Regions from separate parts of the Mus musculus genome. Here all the other regions are linked to region 1. A link is a contact called in public Hi-C and HiChIP or PLAC-seq data. All regions are on one chromosome and are shown on one strand. Each heading gives the region's core, a stretch centred on a gene start, on an enhancer-like site or on the middle of the called end of the contact. The rest is flanking DNA. Distances are from core to core; before and after follow the strand shown.

Evidence for each region. Hi-C and Micro-C count contacts between places; a contact is called where the count stands out from the background. HiChIP or PLAC-seq counts read pairs in DNA pulled down with a chosen protein or histone mark.
Region 2: a Hi-C map of muscle stem cells shows a contact between it and region 1, with 5 times the contacts expected there. The contact joins the promoter of Fzr1 here to the promoter of Klf16 in region 1. A contact is called at or near these places in 2 of 39 promoter capture datasets (erythroid cells and liver), 1 of 484 Hi-C or Micro-C datasets (muscle stem cells), 2 of 115 datasets of contacts at active chromatin or transcription factors (memory CD8 T cells and pancreatic cancer cells) and 1 of 9 other capture datasets (liver).
Region 3: an H3K4me3 HiChIP or PLAC-seq map of pro-B cells shows a contact between it and region 1, with 2.4 times the contacts expected there. The contact joins the enhancer-like site here to the promoter of Klf16 in region 1. A contact is called at or near these places in 3 of 39 promoter capture datasets (erythroid cells, liver and pre-B cells), 1 of 484 Hi-C or Micro-C datasets (CD4 T cells), 2 of 115 datasets of contacts at active chromatin or transcription factors (pancreatic cancer cells and pro-B cells) and 1 of 9 other capture datasets (liver).
Region 4: a contact with region 1 is called in an H3K27ac HiChIP or PLAC-seq map of embryonic stem cells, with 4 times the contacts expected there. The contact joins the promoter of Zbtb7a here to the promoter of Klf16 in region 1. A contact is called at or near these places in 1 of 39 promoter capture datasets (embryonic stem cells), 3 of 484 Hi-C or Micro-C datasets (B cells, cardiomyocytes and embryonic stem cells), 9 of 115 datasets of contacts at active chromatin or transcription factors (astrocytes, bone marrow-derived macrophages, effector CD8 T cells and 5 more) and 3 of 9 other capture datasets (adipose tissue, liver and macrophages).

What each region holds. Positions count from the first base shown.
Region 1 is chr10:80,575,471-80,578,921 of GRCm38.p6, reverse strand. Klf16 (Kruppel-like factor 16) reads left to right here and starts at 1,626. Exons shown (of 2, transcript NM_078477.2): 1 at 1,626-2,175. The coding sequence starts at 1,722. It overlaps Gm26710 (predicted gene, 26710), which reads right to left and starts at 798. Exons shown (of 3, transcript NR_155863.1): 1 at 640-798.
Region 2 is chr10:81,376,721-81,380,171 of GRCm38.p6, reverse strand. Fzr1 (fizzy and cell division cycle 20 related 1) reads left to right here and starts at 1,802. Exons shown (of 14, transcript NM_019757.1): 1 at 1,802-1,902.
Region 3 is chr10:80,005,522-80,008,972 of GRCm38.p6, reverse strand. Abca7 (ATP-binding cassette, sub-family A (ABC1), member 7) reads right to left here. Exons shown (of 47, transcript NM_001347081.2): 21 at 3,193-3,330; 22 at 2,798-2,985; 23 at 2,664-2,721; 24 at 2,263-2,540; 25 at 2,051-2,087; 26 at 1,745-1,837; 27 at 1,522-1,673; 28 at 1,195-1,319; 29 at 1,012-1,110; 30 at 541-828; 31 at 402-434; 32 at 133-310; 33 at 1-45. Among named protein-coding and RNA genes, the nearest start is that of Arhgap45, 9.4 kb to the left of the region's middle. Within about 2 kb of position 1,547, at least 4 of the 459 cell types and tissues checked have an H3K27ac peak or open chromatin away from gene starts, as enhancers often do. A contact at or near this core is called in pro-B cells, where this site is marked.
Region 4 is chr10:81,134,421-81,137,871 of GRCm38.p6, reverse strand. Zbtb7a (zinc finger and BTB domain containing 7a) reads right to left here and starts at 1,601. Exons shown (of 3, transcript NM_010731.3): 1 at 1,173-1,601.

The DNA.
Region 1 (3,451 bases), core at 377-2,876:
AAAGATGGGTAGGTGTGTACTTCTGAACAACGTGGACTTGTGTAACCTGTCCATTTCTGTCCAGCTAGATTTGTGCAGAGGTCCCCCAGAGTATTCAACCTCTGTCGTTGAGGGACACGGTGTCAACACAAAGTATAGTGGGGCCTAGAGAAACATGGCCAACTCGACGGCAGAGCACTGGAACCTGACCAAGTCAGCTTGGGGTGCAGGTGGGGAAGGTAGAGATGACACCCAGAGCAAGGACCTCTGCCACCGGTTAGCCTCTGCTGGGGAATAAACATGATGGAGCTCGGACCGACAGACTGCTGTCGGTTGGGGTGCTTCGCCCCCTGGAGGCTGCGCGGGCCACTGCATGGCCTCCGCAACCCGGCGGGAGTTAGGAAGGGGCGGGAGCCTGGTCTCCTACTTCCGCGCAACCGGCGCCTAGGGCCTGGGGCTTTTAGGGGACCATCATTTCACAACTTGGTCGATTATCCATGGAAGTTTCCAATCGCTCCATTAGTCAGCCTCAGTTTCCCTGTCCCAGTCTCAAAGGGCCAGTGAGGGAGGGACGAAACAACCAGAACTCCAGTGTCCCTAGCTTCGCATAGATGACCGAGCCAGACCTTCTTATTGCAGCCCTGTTCACTTTTGCCATACCGGTTATCCACAGGCCTAGTGATTCTCGAGTCCCGGTGCGCAAAGACGAACTCTACAAACTCGATCAGCTAGGCAGGGTAGTGGGTACCCTACGCTCTCAAGTTCGACCTCCGGGATATTTTGTCCCCAAGCCAAGAATGGCATTGGGGACCCAGAGATGGGGAGTCAGGATTGGTGGGTTATTGCCCTGCTTCAAGGCCAGGAAGGAGGGGGAGGGTCGCGCACGTGGCCCGGGGGCGGGGCAGCGCGCTTCCGCACCCCCACCCTGGCCACGTGCGGATCGCACTCCCCACCCCATCCCCCGACACACACACCGCGGACAGGGGCGCGTCCCAGTGCCTGAATGTGGAGTGGGAGGAGGGACGAGTTGGGGAGGGGAGAGTTCCCGGCGACTGCGCACCGGGCACAGCGTGGTGGGCGCGCCGGGAAGAGGATGGAGCGCGCGCCCGGAGGAGGCGTGGCGCGCACTGGGGGTAGGAGGCGGAGCATCCGAGGCTGGGGTGGGGTGTGTGGGCGTGTCGCGGGGGTGGGCGTAACTCTCAAAGCCTTGGGAGGTGACGATCCGGGAAGGGCACTGGTGAGGGTAGTGCGTACCAGGCCAGGGGAACGATTTCCCTCCGTTTGGCTTGTTCTTACGTGGAGAGGGCACAATCCAGGGATTTGGGGACCCCGGGTGCTCTGCTGGTACACGAGGGGAGGGGGGGTTTGAAGTGCGGGAGGACCGGCAGCTGGCAGTGTGAGCTCCGCCCATCAGCGGTGGCGCGCGACTCTCTGGAGGACCGAGGGCGCGGCAGGAGGGGGCGTGTCCGCGGTGGGGAGAGGGCGTGGCTACTGAGCCCCGAGGGGGCGTCCTCCAGGAGGGGCAGGCTGCGGCCGCCCCCGCGGGCTCCGGTGCGTCAGGGAGCGTCAGGCGGGGCGGGGCGGGACTGAGCGCGGGCGGCGGCGGCGCGCCGGGGCCTCCTCCTCCCTTCCCTCCTCCGCCTCCCGCACTCTAGCAGCCGCTGCCGGCCGGACGGGCGTAGGTCCCACCGCCTCCGCTTCTCTCCCGCCGCCGATTCCGTGTCTCCGCGTCCTTGCCCGGCATGTCGGCGGCCGTGGCGTGTGTGGATTACTTTGCCGCCGACGTGCTCATGGCCATCTCCTCGGGAGCCGTGGTGCATCGCGGACGACCCGGCCCCGAGGGCGCGGGCCCCGCTGCCGGTCTGGATGTGCGCGCCACGCGCCGCGAGGCCACGCCGCCGGGGACCCCTGGGGCACCGCCACCGCCAGCTACGGCTCCGGGGCCGGGAGGCGCCACCGCTGCGCCCCACCTGCTGGCCGCCAGCATCCTGGCCGATCTGAGAGGCGGGCCGGTAGTCGCCACCGCAGCCAGCACCGCGGGGGGCACCTCTCCGGTCTCCTCCTCCTCAGCCGCTTCGTCTCCCTCTTCGGGCCGCGCCCCCGGCGCCGCCAAAAGCCACCGCTGTCCCTTCCATGGCTGCGCCAAAGCCTATTACAAGTCTTCGCACCTCAAGTCACACCTGCGGACTCACACAGGTAAGCCCCTCGTATTTTACACAGGTGGGATGCAGGGAGTGCATTAGAGAGGTCTCGGGGACCCCGTTCCCCCATCTCACTTGGAACCCCGAAACTGCGTGGCGCGTGGGGGGCGGGGAGGGGGGCGCGCCCAGGCTTCAGCGGCCCGCCGGCCGGGAGGGCGGGGACGTGGTGGGTGGGGCGCGCGCGGGGAGGCGTGGCGGCCACGCGGTCGGGCGGCGCGCGGAGGGCGGCCCTGGTGGCCAAATCTCCCGCGATTGCAGGTTGTTCGGGATCTACCCCGGCATGGTGGGTCCACCACGCGCGATCACAGTCCTCAGCCCCCTACTCCTTCGTTTTCGCTTGGTATTCTTGTCCTGTTTTTCTGCGCTTCATGGTCTCGCCCTTGGTGGTCAGAACATCCGGTTCCGTAGTTCTTTCTCGGCCCTCCCCCAGCCTCAGTTTCCTTATCTGTGAAGAGGGTCGGTAGATCCGGGTTACGGCCTTCTGGGTAGCAGCGCGGATTCCCTCCGAAGGGCAGCGAAGACTCTCGCGCAGGGTTAGGTGGTAGCATAGCAGTGGTGAGGGGTGGCTGCCCGGAACATTTTTCTTTCCATTCTGTGTACTTTTAACATGGTGGAGCGAGGCCACGACCCGGACCTGGAGTTGGGGCTTGAATCTTCAATCCAGTGGGATTGAAATCCTCACCACAACTCTTCGCCTACGTTTTGTGTTGGCCCACTCCACACACCTGTGATGGGTCAGGTCAAGGTCCAAGATGGACAACGAGATTTAGCCACACCAGTGTTTCTGGGATGCCCAATCCCCCCGGATTGGATGGGGCAAACCTTTTGCTAGGTACTGGCCGCTTCCTGTCCAAGGGTCTATCCATGTTAGCTGGGATTTGCACTGGGATTTGACAATCTACCCCTTTAACAGCGGTGTAGTCAACAGCTCCAAGGCATCCCTGGGATAGGGCCCCCTGCTTGTTATCCCTCTATTTACTTGCTTTTGGTTCGCCATCTCCTGTCTATATAAGAGATAGAGGCTGCCTTACTGATACAGTTGATGTGGGCAGCAAGGCACCCAAAGAGGGCTTGATGGGGGTGGGGGTGGGTCTCCTAACATGGTCACACTGGGAGAGAGATTAGGACAGCCTCCATAGGTGTGTGGGTGGCCCCAGGCATGTTCAGGGCAGGTATGGGGGTGGAGGAGCCATCTTTGGATTCTACTGAGCCAGAGAGAGGGCATAGATGATGCCTCCTCTCACTGTGTTTTGAGCTGCTGGCTTGAGCCC
Region 2 (3,451 bases), core at 553-3,052, 800 kb before region 1:
CTGGTCTTGAGTCTTGGCTGTTCCATTTCTGAACAGCTGCCAGCCCCTCTCTTGCTCTGGCTATGGCTATCACAATCTGCCAGGTAAGGAGAACGGCCCAACTCCCCCCAAAGCCTTGTAGTATAATTTGTTTTGGCATTACGTTGGATCTGAGTAGACCCCACAGGAAGAGTGCTCAACCACCAACGGGAATCTGAGACTGAGATAGCAGCATGTGTTGAACACCAGAAGTCCTTTGCACAACCCCTTCCCACTATGTCCACTGAGCTCACTCAGCCCGAGGCTCATCCTTTGCCCTATGTGCATTTAATTTTTTAAATAGTTCTACTTGTGCCTGTAATTGATGGTGCATGCTTTTGATCCCAGCTCTTGGGAGGTAAAGGCAGACAGATCTCTGAGTTTGATGCCAGCCTGGTCTGCACAGCAAGTTCCAGGACAGCCAGGGCTACACTAAGAGACCCTAACTCGAAAAACCAAACAGAAGGCCAAACAACACAACAAAACCCAACCCTATTTGGGTTTTTTTTTTTTTTTGGTGTTTTGTTTTGTTTTTTAAGATTTATTTACGTGTTTTATGTAAGTACACTGTCGCTATCTTCAGACACACCAGAAGAGGACATCGGATCCCATTACAGATGGTTGTGAGCCACCATGTGGGAATTGAACTCAGGACCTCTTGGAAGAACAGTCTGTGTTCTTAATTTGTTTAGTGTCATTTACCCAGGGGCTGGCACAGGTGTGCCCATGGGATGGTCAGAGTTACACCTTGCAGGAGTTGGTTCTCGCCCTCTACCAAGTGATCCTGGGTATAAGGTGGGCTCCAGCTGGCTTAGCTGCAATCACCCTACCTTTTGAGCCATTGTGATGGGCCCAACATGTATGGTTTTGAACCTGGACCCTCTTGAGGTTTATTTCCAGCTGTCATCACTTGGGGCTTCTGGGAGTGAGTACTCAGGGACACGATAAATATTTTGGGGGGGCAGGTGTCTAACAGTCGTTCTAACAATGCAGAAGTTGAGGCTGGAGAATTGCTTCCAGCTCGAGGCTAGCCTGGCTAGAGAGAAAAAGGTAGCTCGAAAATTGAAAACAATAAACGCACAGTGAGTAACCAGCAGCGTCCGCGCGCCGAGCGCCATCCGTGGGGTAGTCACTTAACTGTTGAGTGAATCATAGCTTCAGGGGGAAGCGCCCCACTTCTTCCACAAACAGGAGCCACGCCTTCCTCCGCGCCTAGTTACTCCTGTTCTAGTCGTCCCCCCCCCCCATTCAGCCGTGGTCTTCCCCGACTGCTCATCCCAACACGGTTGCCCCGGGCAACAAGTGCCGTCTCGCTTCCTGTATTGATTTAAATCCTGAAGGACGTCCCATACTCCCGAGCTGCTCCGCGCTGGGGCGCGCAGGCGCAGCTGTTTGGGGTGGACGCGAGCACGGCACAGAGTGGGAGTGTCTAGGGGGCGTGCCCGCAAGGGACAGGGAAAGAGGCGGTGTGGGGGCGTGGCCTAGGAGAGGCGTTGGTAACTCGAGGGGCGTGGCTTCAGCACAGGCCACAGGGGGTTGGCGGAGAGATCCGTGCGTGTGGGCCGTGAGCGTGGCTGAGGGCGTGGCTTGCCCACGGAAAACCTTGGCGGCGTTGGGGGGGAGGACCTAGGGGGCGTGGCCTAGGCGCGGTGATGCGCTGGGCGGCGGGGCCGGTCGCGGGCGCGCGCGCGGCCTGCGGGACAGATTGGGGGAGGGAGTCGGGTTGCCACTGAGTTCCGCCATATTAGCTACCGCGGAGGCCGGGGGATTCCCGTGAGCAGCGGCGGCGGGGCCTGTCGCAACGGCGGGGCCTCGAACAGGCGCGGCGTGTTCCTGGGACCGGCGGGAACCGGCGGGTGCCGGCTGGCGACCGGAGCGAGGCAGGTGAGGACACGGGTGACTCGGGGACCCGCCCCCCCAGCCGACCCCTTCCTTCTCTGGGGCTCCAGTGCGGCCTGATCCTGAACCCCACATCCCAGCGACCTCCAGTACCGGCCCCGACCCCGCCAGCTCTCTGAGTCTGTCAGAGTCCTCCATCCCCAGAGCTCTGCTCTGATAGTTGCTCCCCTCGAATCCAGGGCACCACCCGTCTTGTTCCCCCGAACCCCAGAATGCAAACCAGCTTCCCAGATGAGGCCCTGAGTCACCCCAACCCTGAGTCCCCTCACCCGGCAACCTCGCCTTGACCTCGCTCTGTCCATCACAGCAATCATCGCCCAGAGCCTTGTTCAGAGCACGGCTAATGTCCAAATCCAGGCATTCCACATGTTGCAGCTCAGAACCCTAGGTCAGGCTCCTTGCGCCCCCAAATTCAGGTCACCCTTTACTACTTCCACCAAAACCACCCAATTCAGGTGAGGTCCTGAGTCAGATCTCAGACGGTCTGTCCCCAATGACCTCGCCCTGTCACCAACACTCTGTATTCTTTTGAGCTATGTTCCCTTAAATTTAGAGCATTCTGTCTCATGCTGATCACTCAAGACTCAACTGCAAACCATTCATCTGCACCCTGTTGACTTCCAAATGTAAATCCCCCTGCCTCAGATGCTCCCTACATCCAAACTGGGATCTGAGTCAACCTCCAGAGTCCAGGAGTCTCAAATCTGGCATTCCCCAGGTGGGAAGGATTGTGAACTAAATTTGCCGTAAACACCCAGTGGTTCAGCCAACAACCAGGTGTCTCATCTCAGGGGAGACATGGCCAGAAACCACAGACATTCTGTGTCCCCAAATCCACCACGTACCCTCTCAGATCTGAACCTCCACTCTGTGTCTTCAAATGCAAGTCCAGGTCCTTCCATCCTCTATCCCTGATCCAAAGCCATTGTCCCCTACAAAGCCCTTAAATCACCCCACCAACTTCACTTGTCTCCAGCTGTAAGCCTGACACCAACCTCTGTATAGGCATTACCTTCCTACCCCGCTCCCCTAAATTCTCTGCTAATTGAGAGCACCTGGTGGGATGCACTCCTTGTTGAGAACACCTGGTGGGAAGCACGCCCCCTACCCGTCCTGTCTGAGAGATGACCTCATTCCTCTGGCTGCTGAGTCCCAGTCCTAGCTCCTTCCTGCTGTTTGAATGAGGGTGATTCCCCAGTGAAGATTCACCCAGAACAGACACCACCTCTGGCTCTCGGGATCAGGGCTTAGAAAGAAAGGGAGTTGGTGGCTCTAGCTCTCATGGGGCTGGGATGGCATGTGTTGTAAAGATTAATGGAGTTCTCAAGTGTGGATTTGGTACTTGAGGAGTTTAGCCCATGTTTTGTGGTTCAAGGGTCTCTTTGCTTCCTTCGGATAGAGGGTCAGGAGCTAAGTGTGCACTGGAGGAGTCTTGGTGTGGTTTATTTCCTGGTTCTGGGCATGAAACCTAAGGCCTTTGCACATGCTTAGAAGAGAGAGGTCACCAATGAGCCAGGCTCCAGCCCCTTACTGG
Region 3 (3,451 bases), core at 298-2,797, 570 kb after region 1:
CACAAAGGCCACCATGGCATGCCAGCCCTTGTTGTTGAACCAGATCTGGGCAGAGCAAGGGCCTTAAGGTCCAGATATGCACATGACCTTGGATCTCCTTGACCACCTCTGCCTGCCAGCCCCAGCTCCCACCTTGAGGCTGTTCCGAGCATCAAGGCCAAGGGCCCACTGAGTGAGGTTGTTCAGGATACGGTCTAGCGCATTCCCAGGTTGGGGGCTCAGCAGTGCCCGAATCTCTGCCAATGTGCGGACCACCTCATGCCCTGTGGGCAGGTCTGGATCTCGGCCTCCCAGGGAGAAGCCCCCATATCTGGGAAATGGTTTGGGGTGGAGACAGGGAAAGTGAGAGGCTGGGGAGTGGGCAGGTGAGCTGGGGTTTCCCGGGCCAGGTCTCTCCTCACCTGACCTCATCCACCCACTTCTTGGTCTTTAGGCTGCAGGGGAGACACACAGGGCACAGAGCAATACAGCAATGAGAAAGGGGACCTGGGAACCCGCCCAGCCTCCCCAGTAAGGGGCACACGGAGCCTGGGTGCTTACCCTCGGCGCACCAGGCTGGGGTATGTCTTCACCAAAAAGTCAGACACATTTCGGCCAGTGAGGTTCTGGACCACCTCCCCCAAGCCAGCCACAGCCTGGGGGGGTGGTGGACCCCCAGCTCCAGCCGGGCAATCTGGCAACAGGCGGCGGGCTCCAGGCTGACTGCATTGGCAAGCTGGGGATGGAGATTCTGGCGTCCAGTTGCCACTGGCCAGGATGCTGGCCACATCAGGAGGGACCTCAGGGACCGTGAAGTAGCAAGCTAGGGAGTGTGTACACTCAGATCCCCTGTGGAGTGGAGAAGGGCTGTGGGTGCTAGGCTCAGGAGACACAGGCCCCACAATCCAATGAGACGAGGGAGCCATGCTCACCAGAGCCCAAGGGGCACAGAGGCAAGGGCCATGGAGAGAAACTGAGGCAATGCCGAGAGAGTAAGCAGCCGAGGAGAGTCGGCTGGGTGGGCCTCCTCACCTGGCATCTTTGTCCTGCATACTGGGTTCCTGCAGCCCAGCCTCCCCTAGCAGAGCCTCCAGCAGCTTCATCCGGTTGGGGTCCCCAGGGGCATCCTCACTGCAGGGTGACAGGCACAGCACTGTGACTGTGGCCATCCTATCACCCACCCAAGGTTACCTGCTCACTGTACCCAGTACCCACCTGAAGAACGAGACCTGAGGGCCATACATAGCAGGGCTGAGCTGCAGGGGTGGGTACTGGCCAAAAGGAGGCACAATGAGGCTGAAGAACAGGGCCAGGCCCACAAAGAGGGCAGGCAACACAACCTGGGGGACAATTCTGTCAGCATCCACCTCCACACACTCTACCCCACCCCCACCCCGCTCTACCACCTCCCAGGCTCTCCAGCCCCCTCCACAAACAGCAGGAAATGGGTTGTTGTGGAATGTAGTCACTGAATGACAGCCAGCATGGACAACAGACACCCCAGGACAGTCACCCATCCTCCTCAGTGTTGGGCATGGTCACCTGTGCAAACAGGCCCCGGCGGCTGCGGCGAGCAAGCAGAAAACGCTTGTGGAGCAGAGCCCGGAGCTGTTGACAGGTAAGTGTCCAGCCTTGCACTTGGGCAGCGTTGGGTGCCAAGCCCTGTGGGGCTTGGGGATCCAGCACCAGCTTAGCTGTGGGGGATGGGAGGGTGAGCTCCCGCACCCTGCGGGCCACGAGGGGTGTGAGCAGGGCAGAGACTCACCCAGCTCCCCATTCTCCAGAACTGATGCCTCTGGCCCTGTGGGGGGCTGTGGAGTGCATGTGCGAAGGTGCAGCTGCGGTCTAGAGTCCCCACCTGTGGAACCAACGGGCTTCAGGGCTGGGGACAGGGTCTTGCTTCCAGGGAAAAGGAAGCCAGAGCCTCTGGGGAAAATGGAGGCCGGAATTCAAAGGGAGGACTTGTTGCCAGTGCCAGGGAGGGACTCAGGGTTCAGCAACTAGGAAAGACCCAGCCAAGGGGGGGGGGGGGCTCAGGCCTGGTTTGAAGGCTCACAGAGCTAAGACACACCTTCTCTGTGCGCATCCTCCACCACCTTTAGGAAGATCTGAGGAGACAGAGCAAGAGACTCACAGGAGGGAACCCTCATACACCATTGGTCCTCACAGACCTCCTCAAGAGACTTCCAAGCAGTCCACCTTCCCTGAGAGCCATTCTCCCTCTCCAGAGTTCCCCCTTGCCGTCCATCAACAGACTCCTCAAAACCCCACTAGGTTCCATACCTCCTCCAGGTTGGTGTCCGAGATCCCGTAGCCTGTGAGACCCAGGAGCTCCAGCTGCTGATCCAGCTCCTGGAAGACCATGGCGAAGCTGCCATCCAGGGCCCCCGCATAGGGTAGCACAAGCAGAAGCTCATGGGGCAGGTCCTCCACGAGTTGTGCTCCAGGCACATGCTGCTGCACTAGCTCTAGTATCCGGGCTGTGCTTGGGGTGATGGGAACGGCGCCAGGAGCCGGGGCCTGGTTGCTCTTGTCTGAGGTTCCTCGTGTGAACGCTGTGTCTGTGGGCAGAGGTCAGGGGTAAGACCTTCTGGGCCAGGATGCAGAAGCAGGGGCTCTTGAGTTCTGTTGCTATGAGTTGCTGCCCCTGCCCTTCCCTCAGGGGTTTCCTGGCCCAGGCTCACCTGACGTCCTGCCATTGCCATCTGACTTCTTTTCCCGTCTGGGGTCCTCACTGTCTCCCTTCAAAGAAAGACAATGGTCCATCTCAGCAGGACAGAGCTGGGGACAGGGTTCAGGGACCAGCTCGAGCTCTCACCTTAGCATCATGGGTGACGAGGGACTGAGAACTCTTCACCAGGGTCAGGTAGTAACCGCAGCCCAAGTGTCGGCGCAAGAAAAGCGGGGACCCACAGCAGCACAAAGAGCCACCTGCCACCATGGCCACGCGATCTCCCAAGAGCTCTGCCTCATCCAGGTGGTGAGTGGAGAGAATCAGTGTCCGACCTGGACATAGGGATGCAACCCATGTGAGTCATTGGACTCATCGGTTAAAGACCCAGGCAACCCTATGCAACAAACTCCAGTACAATCCTCAAAACCCCACCCCAGCATAGTTAGAAAGCTTTTCATAGCTAGAAACGTTTTTTTGGTCCCTCAAACAGAAACCAAGGGAACCCCCCAGGCCATTCCATTCCATCTCCCAACTCTTACCTTCTCTGTACTTAAGTAGCAATTCCCAAATGCCACGGCGGGAAGCGGGGTCCACACCAGCAGTGGGCTCGTCCATGATGACCACACGAGAGCCACCCACAAAGGCAATGGCCACAGAAAGTTTTCTCTGCATTCCACCTGGCCGGAGAGAGTAGCAGGTTGGTCTGACACTGCTTGTATTCAAATGCTGAATTCTCTATCCCAGGATCTGGCTGCTTCAAGAAGAGCAGATCCTCGTGCCTACCAGCTTTTGTTGTAT
Region 4 (3,451 bases), core at 352-2,851, 560 kb before region 1:
GGCCCGGCCCGCGCCAGGCCGCGCATCCCCGGCCTCGCCTGAAGCCCCGAGGCCCCCCGACACCACACCCTCCCCTGGGGAGGGAACCTCCAGTCTTGCGGAGGAACCTTTCTCCTCCTCCCTGAGCGTCCGGAACTAAAGGGAAGGGGGAAAAATTAAAATATCGAACGGGAGGGGGGGGGCTAAGAACGGTTACACAACAGGAGGGGAGGGGCGGCAGCCGGAAGCCGGGACCGCCACCGGCCCCGGGCGAGGGAGCCGCGGAAGCTCCGCCTCTTCTGCATAAACCCCGCCCCTGCACGCAGGCCCCGCCCAAACGCAGGCTCCACCCCCATGCAGCGCCGCGCCGGACGATTTCTAGTATCCATTGGCCCTCAGGTCTGCCACTCACCGCCCCTCCTCCGCAACGCCCCTCCCTGACCCGCCGCTATCGCGAGGCACTCTGGGATTTGTAGTTTATTCTCCAAGGCCACCTTCCAAAACAACAAGCACTGAAGATAAGCGAAAGAACTACAGAGCCCAGGAGAACCGCGACGACGCGCCCGCCTCCCAGACACTCCACCCCTCACCCCTTCCCTCCGCCTCTCTCGGGCCTTTTTTTTTTTTTTTTTTTTTTTTTTTTTTTTTTTTTGCAAAGCCCCCCTCCCTGTTTTGTCAGCCCCCTCCCCCCCTCCGCCAAGGCGCTCCATCCTGGCCAACTCCAACGTCTGCGCGCAATCCCGGATAGGCCTTCCCCGCCCCCCGCTTGCCCACTACCACTCGGAAAGGGGAGCGGCGCGCCCCGGGCCCTATTGCAAACTTAGCACGCGACGCACCCCTCAGCCCCCACCTTCGCCTTCGGTGAGGCCCGGCTCCCCTCCCCCGCGGGCCGCGCGCCGGGAACCCTGAGGCCGTGCCGCCCGAGTAGGGAGGAGGGATCGGGAGCGGGCTTGTGCCCTTCGCCCCGGAGGGACCCGGGCGGAGCCCCCCCGCCTCCCGACTCCTCTTCGGCTCTGGCCGGGCAATCTTGGTCTCCAGAACCCCTGAGCTACGGAGGCGCCCCAGATCCCCCATCCAGTCCGTTCCGCTCCGTACGGGCTCTCGGGGTGCGCACTGCGCCCCCGGCCGCGTCCCCACCCTGCAAGGAAATTAAAAAGGAAAGAAAGGAAAAAAAAAAGAAAAACAAAACCCACCTCTCCGGGAGAGGAGTCCCCTTCAGCCCGGGCAGCTTACCTCGCGGGGACCCGAGCCCGGAGGACGCGCGATCGGGGCAGCCCGCGGCGCGGACCTCGCTCGGGCGGGCGGCGGCGTCACTGCCCCTACAGTAGCCGTACAGTACGCAAAGCCCCGTATGATGCTCGCGACTCCCTTCCTGGTTTGTCCGAGGGCAAGAGGGGTCCTCCCTCGTCTTAAAGGTGCCGCAGCGCCGGCACCCCCACGCCCAGCCCGCCCCCCCGGCCACCGCGGCCAGAACAGGCTCTGCAGGTCGGCTCTTGCCACGTCCCGCGGGGCTGCGCCGCGAGAGCAGATCGGGCTGCGATTAGGGATTTGGGGGTGCCGGGCGGGCGGGGGGCGCAGCCCCGACCCATCGGCCCCTCCCCTGGCAAGCCCGTGACCTCTCCGCCCCGTGCGCGGCGCCGTGCCAGCCTGCTGGCTTATCTACGGCCCGGAGCACCCCAGGGTGCTGGGGGCGGGCAAGAGGGGCCCCTCGGGTTCAGGGGGTGGGGGCCGCAGATAAACAGCCCCGGCCTGTGCGCGCAGGGCGGGGTTCAGGGGGCGCGGGCTGTGCCCCCGAAGCCCGGGGCGGGGCGGGACCGGGTTGGCAATGGGGGCGGGAGTGCGGTGCGCACCCGGAGGACTGGGTGCCGGGGCGTAAGGGGCCCTCTGGCCCAAGGAGCTGAGATGAAGGCGAGGAAGTGACGGTCCCTTGCCTCACACCTCTCTCCAAGGCCACCAGGGCGCTGCCATGGTACCGCATCTCCCTTCTCTGAGCCTCAGTTTCCCCAAATAATGCAAGGAATCGAAAGGAGAAGAAAAGGTCTGTTGCAAGGTCGGCGAGGTTGCATCGGCGCTCCTGTCATCCTTGGCCTCAGTTTACCCAAGTAGTGCAAAGAACCCAGGAAAGGAAGAAAAAAGATCAGAGTCTGCATTTGAGCTCCAGGTCCCCTAACCCCCACATAAACCTCAGTTTACTCAAACTGCGAGGAACCCAGAGTTTGCAAGTACAGCTAGGTTGCTTTAGAGTGTCGGGTCTCCGTCCACCCCCGCCCCCATCTGCGCCTTAAATTACCAAAGCCATACCAGGGACCCCCCAGGGGAAGACTTGCAGGGCCGCGAAATGTCAGCTGAGCTCGGGGGTCCCGCCCTCACCGGTGCAGCCAGCCAGCAAACCTGCCGCCCCGCGATTACATAAAACAGTCGCCTCCACCCGGCTGTGCCAGGGGCGTAGCGCGGGGAAGGGGTTGGCGAGGGGCGGGGAAGGACGGTTGTTTTCCAGGCCTTGTAATTTTCCCCGCAGCCGGCTGGCTGGCCCGGCTGGTGTGGGGCGTGGACCCGGACCCTCGCAGGGGCGCCGCACAGCTCCGCAGGACAGAGGTGGGAAGTAGGAAAGTGCGAATCCAACCCTGCGTTTTCTGTTTTCTTTCTTTCTTTCTTTCTTTTTTTTTCACCCCCTTGTCCTTTTCTCTCCCACTTCCTCTCTGGTCGTGGGAGAGGTCTGGAGAGGGAGGGGAAGGCAGAGGAGGGGACAGGCGACATCCCGGTTCACCAGGCCTGCTGGGTTCGGGTTCCAGCACGCCACAGCCACCAGACGACCTGACTGTGGATCTGGCTCTGGGGAGGGGGCGGAGCGGGGAGTTAGAACCAGCGCCTGGCCTCAGTTTCCCCTTCAGTTCCCCTTCGTATGGAGACTGGCCATCCTTGCTTTAGCTTTAAGTGTGTCTGTCACAATATGAGATGTCAGCCTCCAAATGCCCGGTCCTTAATTTAGTTATTTTTCATTCATTGTTATTTCTGTTGTTGATAATATTTACAAACTGCCCCAGGTCGAAGGGAGCCCGGTATGTTAGTTTTGTTTTTCTTTTGTTCTTTTACATCAAAGCATCGACCCCCTCCCCGCATTTACCAACACATTTTTATAAACCGAATTAAAAGTACGGTTCAATCGGGCGTGGCAGCACACCCAGCACTCAGGAGGCAGGTGGATCTCTGTGAGTTCGAGGCTAGCCAGACTACACAGCGATTTCTAGGGCCGTTAGAGCTACAGTGACACCCTGTCTCAAATAAAAATAAATAAATGTACCCATCAACACCCAAATACATCTGGCTTTTTGTATAATAACTTGCCTTCAAAGGGGAAACCCTGGAGGTCCCCACAGGGGAAGTGGAAGCCCTGGGCCAGGCAGTGACACTAGCCAAGAAGATGGGGAAGGACTCCGGACAGCCACGTGAGCCCGGCGGGGGCGGGAGGGGG